Linked DNA regions of Bombyx mori: all the other regions are linked to region 3. The links are chromatin contacts, called in public Hi-C maps. All regions are on one chromosome and are shown on one strand. The core of a region is the stretch at or near the end of the contact, and the rest is flanking DNA. Distances in the headings are between cores, read along the strand shown. Region 1 overlaps LOC101745080. Region 2 overlaps LOC101745080. Region 3 overlaps LOC101745080.

Region 1 (3,571 bases), core at 837-3,336, 57 kb after region 3:
GTGGGTGGATGAGCTCACAGCCCACCTGTTGTTAAGTGGTTACTGGAGCCCATAGGCATCTACGATGTAAATGCGCCACCCACCCTTAGATATGAGTTCTAAGATCTCAAGTAAAGTTACAACGGCTGGCCCACCCTTCAAACCGAAACGAATTACTACTTCACGGCAGAAATAGGGAGGGCGGTGGCTCCTACCCGGGCGGACTCACAAGAGGCCCTGCCACCAGTAATAAACTTGACCTGTACCTGAATTGTCATGGCGTCGCAATTCCAATGAATATCCCTACAGTGTTCCCAGAGTATTGGCATTCTTGGGATCTATATTTCCAGCGGTCTTCAGTAAAACTAGTTTTATTCTGTCGAGGAGTCACGAAAACCGGGAAAAAAAAACATAATTAAATATTTCGATAAATTTCATTCAGGATGCCGACTCGCGATGTTGATCAACAGGAAGATTTGATTCCAGGTAAGATTATTTATTTTACACACATTAGAACGCGTTCGAAATCGATTATCATTGTCACGTCATCCGCGGGAATCTTCCTCATAGATTCCAAGAATAATTGGACATTTACATTGTTGATGTCTGTGGGCTCCGATAACCATTTATCACGAGAGGACTCATAAACTCGTTTAAGCAATTTAAAAACCTTCACTTTGTATTATGTCACCGAAATTTAAATAGCACCATCTTATTATTAAGATTCATGTAAATCATTTTATATAATAATCCTTCTGGGCGTGTGCGTATGAGTGTCCTCTTCCTAAATGGCTGGACCGATATTTTATGATTCTTTTGTGCGTCTTCGAGTATATTCGATAATCGTTTGGAGGATGAAAAAAAGTAACATTTGGAAGTTTCAGTTCACTAGATTTTTTAATACATGTCGACGCTTGAAAGCCAAACTTGACTAAGCGACAATGCGTGAACTTTACAGTCGACTAATTTAAATTTGAAATTAATTTAAAATATACCTGAGAAATACCTGAAAAACAATCCATTTTAACGAATCTAGCTATAGGATTGAAATGATTCTAATAGACCTAGAAATATATCTTTTTTTCGCATCGAATATGGTTATTGCCTGTCATTTATGTATAAAGCAGTTATTGTCGCTTAGTCACGTTTGCCTTTCAAGCGTCGATGTATATTCTGAATTCTACATCAATTCACAGGCTCAATAGCATACCGGGAGCGCCAAAAGTGGTTGAATTACGTCGAGATGCCGAACAACCCGTACTCGCCTGAGGCTATACAGAAGAGGCTATCTTCAAAGAGCGCTTCCTCGCTGTTCGACACCATCACCAGAAAAACGAGAGACCTGGAGGATCACAATGAGGAACGCGACGTCCGTGCGACCAGCGACGCGTCTATTGTGGAAGAGAAGCGAAGCGCTTCGTTGAACGCCAGTGCTGAGAATGTTAACAGAACCGACAGAAGAACTAAAAGTCCGTCCCCAAGGATACTGAAAGACGTGCTGGCTGACGACATTCCACAATACAAACGGTATATTAATTGAAACATACACGATCAATAGTGAGTCCGCGCGGGTAGGTACCGCCACCCCCCTGCCTATTTCTGCCGTGAAGCAGTAAAGTCGGTTTGAAGGGTGGCGTAGCTGTTGTAACTTTACTGAAACCTTAAAACTTATATCTCAAGGTGGGTGGTGCATTTACGTTGTAGATGTCTATGGGCTTTGGTAACCATTTAACAACAGGTGGGCTGTGAGCTCGTCCACCCATCTAAGCAATAAATAAAAAAGTCCCTCCGTAGACCCAGAGGTTCTAAGCGATCCGTGAGATACTAGAGATCTTGCTAGGGCCAGTGTTAGCAACACTCTGGTTTGAATCCCGTGAGTTCACCTACACGTTAGGGTGATATAGCCTCTCAAGGCTATCAGCATAGGTAGGGAAAAAAGTAGGTTTTATGAGCGCATCTATTGTTTCAGTTACGGTCGTGATTATTATATAAGGGAGGCGAAGACGTCGGCGGGTGGTCGTTTGGGGCACAGCGATACGAGCTCCACGTCGTCCGTGAGCAAGTGGACGGGCGTGGAGAGCTCCGACCCGGGGTCCGCGTCGCCAGTAAGTGCCTGCAGCTCGTTGAGCGACCTGGAGGCGGCCGCGCTGCACCAGAACCTCGTCCGCGCCGTGCTCAGCCCCAGAAACGCGAGCCCCAACTTCGCGATCAATCCCATATTCGAGAACCCCGATAGACAATACGACAACGCTGTCGAGAATCACGCAACAGACGCACTAAACAGAAACACGAACGTAAGGGAACGTAGTAATGACGTGTGCTACGGAGGTGACGGTTTCGTGGAAAACGAGGATATAGTTAGACTTAAAATACCAAACGAACCTGAAATCACTGAGGATTTATTCGAGAGCTATTCGAACGTTAGGCGCAGCAACACCCTGAGGGGAGACCGCCACAAGCCGCGCCCCGCCCTCCGCTACACGACCTACGCCTTCGGAGGCAGTCTCAGGTTGAGCAAACGGTTCCGCACCGATCTGTGGTGACCACCGCCTCCCGATACCCCCCCATTAACCTCGACCACCTCCGAATCGAATGCGACTAATGATAATCTCATTTAATTAAACCTGAACTGTATGCAATACATATACAGGACGTAGCGAATATAATAAATAAGTTAATTTAATTTAAACCTTTTTAACATCACATTCGTTTCTCAATCGAACTCCAAATGATTCATTCACGTCATAGATTCACAGCCAATATCTAAAATATCTTCGTTTTGACACACAATGTACTTGTCGTGCGTAATCTGAGCATGTTGTTTGATGTAATATGGAACAGCTGACTAACAGCACTACTGCACTTACATTAATAATTAAATAAAAAAACAGTATTACCTTGGTGAAGCACATTATAGATACGTGTTCCCTTTAATGTAATTTTCAGTACTATCACTACAGTAATAAACGTCGAAATTAGTGGTGAGTTGTATTTTGGAAAGTACAAATTTTGACTAACAATACGCTAAAACTAAACTAAACGCTAAAACAAAATTAATAAATATATAACTCACTCATTTCTCACTAACATCCTTAATTTAAGGTTTTTATCAGTTGATAGTGTGAATCTATTTGATTATTTTTTTATACCGTGACTAACAGTCTGACCGCACCTTATTGCACTAAGCGCCGCTTACTCAACACCCTATATAAGCACGCGATTTTTATTATAACCATAAATCTATTTTTCCACTGTTTACATAATCATTTTTATACTAAGTTGTCACTGCTGATTTCGAATCGATTTTTTGATAAAACTAATTTATTACACATAAAATATATAAATATAGAAATTCGAAATCGATATTGCCAACTTAACGAAACAAATATTTCAGGGATTACTTATAAAACAATTCAACTTGATCGCAACGAACCAACAGTACACGAAATTCAATAAAGAACGTCCAATTGAATCAATAACTACGATGACTAATAATAACAATAATACGGATATACTAATTGAATACGATGACGCCAATGAACAGACATTATTTGCCGCCGAACCCGTCGCTGTAGATGAAGATACAGACAAA
Region 2 (3,483 bases), core at 856-3,355, 33 kb after region 3:
ATACCTACCGCGATATACAAATAAATAATATTTAAAAAAAACTAACCAAATACGCTTTTTTAGAAAATCCAACTAAAAAATAGAAATTAAATTTTTATAAATTTGTATTAAAAATAGTGTAAGAAAAAATGATTTTATTGTAAAAAAGCGTGAGTTGCTTTTCAGGATATTATCAAAATAACCCTTCTAGTCATATCTGTTCATAAAATATTTATAACTGCCGATGCCATGCACTATATGGAAAAATACATATTATATTTAAATAGTCATTGGTTTAAGTCATTAGTTAAAAATAGTTATTGGTTTTTACATCCTCATTAAAATTGATAGGCACCTGGACATTATAAATTAAAGTATTGTTCAAAAATCGAATGGGTATTTCCGCGATTCTGCTCACTTTAAATTTGAATTAAATCATATTATGAATATTCTTTAAATGAGAGCCCATTTTGTAATGGCTCTTATTAAGCACTTGTGATTATGATGATAACGCGAAATTGATAAACACTATACTAAAGTGTTTGTTTATTTTTGTTTGATATTACGTAATACACAGTAGTTTAAACATATCGGCTTGGAAGGGTATCAGGATAACCTTGAACTAACGTGACATCAGGATGGCGTCGTGGCGGCAAAGCCCCTTATTAAACAGTGGATTCGAATTTATATTAACCTCAGTCTATCTTTGAGTTCTTTAAGATCTCTTGCCTAACATTATTTGGGATTCCCTGTTTTACACAACCAGAAACCGCGATGAACGAGAAAGATTTGTGTATAAAATTTTAATTGCTATCTAAATATTGTTCTAAATAAATTGCTACAAATGAAATATCTTGTATCGTACGTGTGAGATTTTTGCGTAGAACGGTCTAAATTTTATTCGGAACTTGTATATTATATGTAAATTTAACTTGAAAATGCCGTTAGCGTTATTCAGGCATTTGCCAAATATATTCCGGCCTACCGTTACAATGTCTATAGAACTGTCTTACTATACTTCTTATGCCACCCCCGATTACTCTCTTTAGACAACCCGTACCCTGGGCCAGGAAGGTTAAGTACCTGGGCGTTACCATGGATGCATCGATGACATTCCGCCCGCATATAAAATCAGTCCGTGACCGTGCCGCGTTTATTCTCGGTAGACTCTACCCCATGATCTGTAAGCGGAGTAAAATGTCTCTTCGGAACAAGGTGACACTTTACAAAACTTGCATAAGGCCCGTCATGACTTACGCGAGTATGGTGTTCGCTCACGCGGCCCGCACGCACATAGACACCCTCCAATCCCTACAATCCCGCTTTTGCAGGTTAGCTGTCGGGGCTCCGTGGTTTGTGAGATCCATTAGATCCAATAACTGTACTGTACATATATACGTGAGTAATCATACCCAGGTAAAATATCGCCTCGGCTTTATTCGTCTGTCTTTTTTCCGCTTAACACAACCAGCCAGACGGCTACAGCTTACGTCACAGTGCAACCGCATAGCCGTTATACAACATCCTTGGGCACGTGCCATTGAAGGGAATTACCCATGAAAGTGGTCAGCCGCAGCGGCCGTGAAAGGGAATACATGATGTTCTCGCGATTTCCGGGCACACAACTATTCCACCGATCAAACTTTTTATAAATTATCACTTTTTATGAAAGACGAATCATAGAAATCGTTCTATGATTACTACCGAGACTACCGAGTCTATAAAAAAATAGATGTTAATAAGAAGAAAGGCGAATCATTAGAAAAATGCGAAATGCGTATTTCATTAGAAAAAGTCTGCGAAAATATTCTGCGAAGCACTGCTCTTGCTAGGGTCAGTTTTAGCAACTTTGGTAGGTTTGAACCCCATGAGCTCACCTACTTGTCTAGTTACGCCTAGATATAGCCTCTCCAGCTCTCAAGGCTATCAGTATAGGTAGGGAAAAAATCGATCTACATGAGATCTAAGAAGAGATAGATAACACATAAGCTATGTACGGGACGTGTATAATTTATATGACATTTCCGACAAGTCAACAGTTCTTTTGAAATGTAATTACTGTAGAGTGTCATTCGAACTAGTGACACGATTATTTTGACGTCTCATGTCAAAAGTATCACTGTCACCCGATTCTGTTATTGACGCTGTTGACATGGTTACAGACAGAGACAAGTTAACAGCTGATAAATGATAATGCATAAGTGCAATGTTCACTGGACGCAATAAATCATAATTATAACAAAACAATCGTTACTTTAATCATATTTGATATGTTTTAATCTATGTAAGGGGCTCTTCAACGTAAATTTCAAGACCTATGATTAACCTGATAGTTGATTAATGTCAATGAAACGAATGACAACACAGGAGATTAAAATTAGATACTGACCACAGCCACCCGGATAATTTGTTATTAGAACTACATAGAATGCTATCAAAATATGAATGTTATCCAACACAAGAGACACAGAACGCCGCCAAACTCAAATCAAGTATTTAAAACACGCGTATTCGCGTGTGATGATTTCCCTAGAATTCAAGGTTCGAAAATGAACGGAATTCGAATTATCTTAATTTTGTCATGGCAACTTTGATTTCAAGCCATTTTCCTGTTTATCTGTATAGCTACCTAAATGATTTAATTTGTATAAGTATTTAATTGAATCTATGTTGTATATTGTCTATATATATATATATGTATATATATTTAAAAGGTAGATTAAGATAAATATGAAAATTCTCGGAATTACATAAAAATAACAATTTTGTTTTTCCTTTGATGTATCCCCCGCCGGACGGATTCCTTTTGTTTGTTTTAAGTTTATTTTATACAAAGGTTTAGCTTGGGCACTAAGAAATCTGCCGGGTCAGCTAGTAAATTACAAAAGTGAATGTTCCAATCATTTTACTAAAAAAGACGTCCTAAGATCGCCGGAATTAAATATGTGTATTATATTCTTAGTACGACTTGCGAATAATAACGTGTTTTTATTTTAATACTATCTGAGTTCCGCGATGTTACCCGCAGTTATTATCGTACCGCGGGAGGCGCCGCGGGGCGAAGCTAGTCTAAAAAAAGTAGCCTAAGTTACTTATTATCATCAGCTACCTATCAATGAGTCTTGTCAAAATCGGTTCAACCGTTCCAGAGATTAGCCGGAACAAACAGACAGACAGACAAAAATTGTATAAAATGTTATTTTGGTGTATGTGTCATATATGTATTCATATACGTGTAGTAAAAAGCGGTTATTTCAATATTACAAACAGACACTCCAATTTTTTTTACATGTTAAGATAAATAAATATGTTTAAAAATGTGACTCGCACACATTATGTTTAATTTATTTTATTGTATTTCTCTGACCCGCGTTACGTCAGGACACGTTATCCTTATTATCGGTTCGAGGAGACGTACATTAAATGATATATTCAATGCAAATTTTACTTCCGTTCTCGATTGAATACAAAACGAGTCTTTTAACTTAATTTTAAAATTATAAT
Region 3 (3,986 bases), core at 176-2,675:
TTCAATTACTTGAATCAAATTGAACGAAAATACGATTTTTTTCATTGGCATTGCAAAACAACAGGCACTCAGATTTGCAATTCTACTACGACTTGAAAGCGTCGTAAATCTTATTACAGGCTTTTAAAGCTCAAAGTTAACTCCAGGTTATTATGCTTTTTTATTGCGACCAGTCGACCGTGGGACCGCTACGCCAGACAAAAAGTAAATCTAGAAATATTGTTGCTAAGGTACAAGGGCTTAGCCGTTGTACTGTTTAAAGTGAGATCTTTCAACTCATATTTCAAGATGGGTGGCGGCATTTACGTTGTAGATGCCTATGGGCTCCGGTAACCACTTAGCACCAGGTGGGTCGTGAGATCGTCCAACCATATATGCAATAAAAATAAAACAACACTACGAACCTGAACTGGACAATAGTATAGATGTAGGGTAATCTATATCACTTCTTTTGCGATCTGAAGATCTACCTAAGCTGAAGGTCTTGAGAGACAATATCAGCGTAACCGGGCGAGTAGGTGAGCACGGGGCACAAACCTGACGTTGTTGCTAATACGAACCCTAGCAAGAGCCGTGCATCGCAGAATCTACCACCGGATCGGAAACGCGACTCACTGAGAAGATCCGGCGAGAAACTCAGTGGGCTGTGTCTGTGGGTTAATTTACTCGCCGAGCCCTTCTTCGCAACTACGTCTTAACAATAAAAGAAAAACAAACCAAGACATACGAACCTAGGCTGTAGTATTGTCATGCGATAATCCCACAAGTACTCCAATCATGAACTTCTCCAGCAAAGGGACTTGTAACCAAACTATAAATAATATTATATTCGTACGTATTATTAAAACAAAAATGCGTTTATCTCAGGCAACTTAAGCCCATAAAATTTCATATACAATTACATAATATTTAAATCAAAATAAAATAAAGTTTATCAGAATTATTGAAAGGTTACTCAATATAAGTTTATTTAGCGATTATGTCTTACCAAATATTATTTAGCACGACGGACTAGGTACATGATCTTTTCGTTCGGTTGCTGTAATCATAACAGGTGTCCGTTCTCTTCGTGCGTATTGCTTATACTAGCGGCGTAAAACCTAAGATGCAAGCGATTTTGTCAATTTATCGTCTTAATATGAGTCGGCACGGGTAGGTACCATGCTCTGCCTATATCTGCCGTGATGCAGTAATGCGCTTTGGTTAGAAGGGTTGGGCAGCCGTTGTACTGTTAAGACGGAGACTGAAATTCTAGTTTCACAACGTGTTTTCAGTAGTTTTTATTTTGTTGAAAATTTGAATTTAAATGAAGCATCACTACTTAACTATTTATTTCTCCCGAACGCTCGACGTTGGTCAGTTAACCGCCTGCTCTATCGTCGTCCAACAACTAATTCTGCAAATCGCTGGCGCTCTTAACTTACGGCTCTCGTCTTATTGCCGATAACATCAATGTGCGTTTAGGCGCAGAACGATCACCAAGGGACCACGTGTACGTGCCTCGATTATTACATAATCTACTATAATTATATAATGTGTACGTATCACTCAAGTAGCCCTTCTCTTGTTGCGAAAATTTTTATTTTTATTTTAGACAAGCTCCAAAATACACCGGCCGTTACCTTGTTACTGGAGTTTATAGTAAACAAAAACAAATACTGCCTTGTAACCTTGAGATAATGCAAGTTGCACCCTTAAAACCGGCACGCTTCGCGGTAGATGTGAAGAAGAAGGTACAGGAGATATCAGGATGTTGCGTGCTTATATCGCAACGGTGTCACCGATTACAAGGTATCGACACAGGGAAGAATTTCCGCCAAACAGGTGAACGAGCTCGCGAACCACCCGTTTAAATGGTCAAGGAGCCCATAGACATGATCAGTCATCACGTGAATGTTGCCATACACCTTGAGATATATGACCAATGTCTATTGTATTGTGAACTGGCTGTCCCAGTCTCCAAGCCGGAACGTAGAACTGCTTTGCGATAGATAAGAGCAAGATGGTGGCACCTGCCCATACGGGCTTACAATAACTAGCTTTATAAAAGTAGCAGATAGGTAACAGTAACACTTGGCAACAACGTCTCTCTATTTTCTAAGGCAATTGGCGGTTTACTTATAGAGAACTGGCAGGACTGTACCAGAATGATGATGTCCATGAACTACAGCAACCACTAACGATTGTGTGAGACGTATGATCGTCTGTCTTCTAAGACAATAACAAATACTAAAAAGAAGATATAGGAAATATAGGGGGATGATTGTATTAATTAATACATGCGGATTTACAACACTATATAATAATGGTATACTTGTTGATGACTATGGGCTCTGGTAAGCCCTGGAAACCTTGACTATATCAATTAATTTAGGCTCGTAAAAGAGTATAATAAAAATATTGTTAAGTAATTCTGTATACTTGACATTATTGTTCAATTTCCGAACCGCGAAGTCATATGTTATTTTCACTGGTTTTTTAATTAAAACGCGGCAGTGTGTGACATATGAAACCGGACACCGGCCTCGCCCTGCGTATGTAAGGCTGCCAGAAAATCAATTTCGTATTGGATAATTTCGATAGGCTTTATTTAACACCGTTGCTTTTTGATATTTATTATTTTCATCACAAAAAGGAACAACTACCCTATTTTTTCACCCCACTCATCTCCACTGCTGGACATAGCCTCCCTCCCCCAAGCTTCGCCACCATAACCGAAATCATTATCAGTGTGCGTAGTGCGCGAGCTTTTTAACGTTCTCGATAGCGTAAAAGTTAACTCAAATTTGTATGGAGTTGGAACGTTTGCCTTTTTTTTTAAATACTATTACAATTTGTTCCCTTTGATCCGCCGCTTGATTACACTTAAAGTTGGAAGCGACATGTCTTAACAAAACGCATAACTTCCAACTGCTTAATTCACATTAAACATATACGACAAATACAAATTGTTATTACAAATTACCTTCAATTGCCTGGAAAAAAAAAACAAATGCTCGGACTTGATGACCTTTTATAGGCGTCAGGATTGCCAATCTCACTGATCGAAGTAGGCTTTTATCCATCAGACCGCATACACATTTCGAAGGTATGCAAATCGAAGAGAAATAATATGTATTGTTATAGTATATTATTGTAAATGCTAACCAAAAAGCAAAAAAAAAACAGGGATAAAATGAAAAGTATTTCAGACGAAGACAAATTAACTATTCAAATAATTGGTGACAATTGACGACCGTCTGGTGTAGTGGTAAGTGACATGGTTACTACACAAGGGGGTCGCGGGTTCGAATCCCGCCAAGGGAAGATATTTGTATGATAAATATAAATGTCTTTTCCAGGGTTATGGATGTATATTAAATATATGTATGTGTCTAATAAAAATCTTACATTTATTTCCGTTATCTGGTACCTGTAACACAAGTTCTTTACGAACTTATCATGGGACCAGTTAACGTGGCGTGATTGTTAGTAAAAAAAAAATTGTTTAAATAAAACATAGAAATGTTTCACTATTCTCTGCTTCTTCTGCAAACGAGTAGAAAAATAATATACCTAAAAGCTAAATGAAATAAGATTACACTACGGTGTAACAAAATGTATGACGTTGTCAGATTATGTGGCTTTTGAGGTTGCCCGGCGATACGAGCCATAAAATTAAAAACATGTAACAAAAAAATTCAAGTGCTAATCAAATTATAGGTAGTTATTGCTTACTACCAAATTCATGTGTCTTATGTTGGGAGATGATCAAGTGATCTAAGTGCAACCGTTGTAGATGTATCAACACACTTTACATACAATTTAAGATAGGCTTGAAAACTGTATTTGAAAACGTCTTAAACTCGTTTTAATTCACCTTAGAACAGAAATAAATTTATCAATGAATCTTATACCTTTAAACGAGCAATACTTGTTTATTAATTTATTCTTTATTCTTTATTGTACACACAGTTAATATTACAATAATTGCGTAAGATATAAAA

Evidence for each region. A called contact is a pair of places that touch in the nucleus more often than the background predicts.
Region 1: a contact with region 3 is called in a Hi-C map of whole pupa, with 3 times the contacts expected there. The contact joins two enhancer-like sites. A contact is called at or near these places in 3 of 7 Hi-C or Micro-C datasets (middle silk gland and whole pupa).
Region 2: a contact with region 3 is called in a Hi-C map of midgut, with 2.0 times the contacts expected there. The contact joins two enhancer-like sites. A contact is called at or near these places in 4 of 7 Hi-C or Micro-C datasets (middle silk gland, midgut, posterior silk gland and 1 more).

What each region holds. Positions count from the first base shown.
Region 1 is chr5:1,593,010-1,596,580 of ASM3026992v2, forward strand. LOC101745080 reads left to right here. Exons shown (of 15, transcript XM_012690409.3): 11 at 422-465; 12 at 1,176-1,506; 13 at 1,949-2,273; 14 at 3,374-3,571. Among protein-coding and RNA genes, the nearest start is that of LOC134198866, 5.6 kb to the left of the region's middle. Within about 2 kb of position 2,087, at least 4 of the 8 cell types and tissues checked have open chromatin away from gene starts, as enhancers often do.
Region 2 is chr5:1,568,751-1,572,233 of ASM3026992v2, forward strand. All of the region lies in intron 5 of LOC101745080, which reads left to right. Among protein-coding and RNA genes, the nearest start is that of LOC134198866, 19 kb to the right of the region's middle. Within about 2 kb of position 2,106, at least 4 of the 8 cell types and tissues checked have open chromatin away from gene starts, as enhancers often do.
Region 3 is chr5:1,536,211-1,540,196 of ASM3026992v2, forward strand. All of the region lies in intron 5 of LOC101745080, which reads left to right. Among protein-coding and RNA genes, the nearest start is that of LOC105841641, 24 kb to the left of the region's middle. Within about 2 kb of position 1,426, at least 5 of the 8 cell types and tissues checked have open chromatin away from gene starts, as enhancers often do.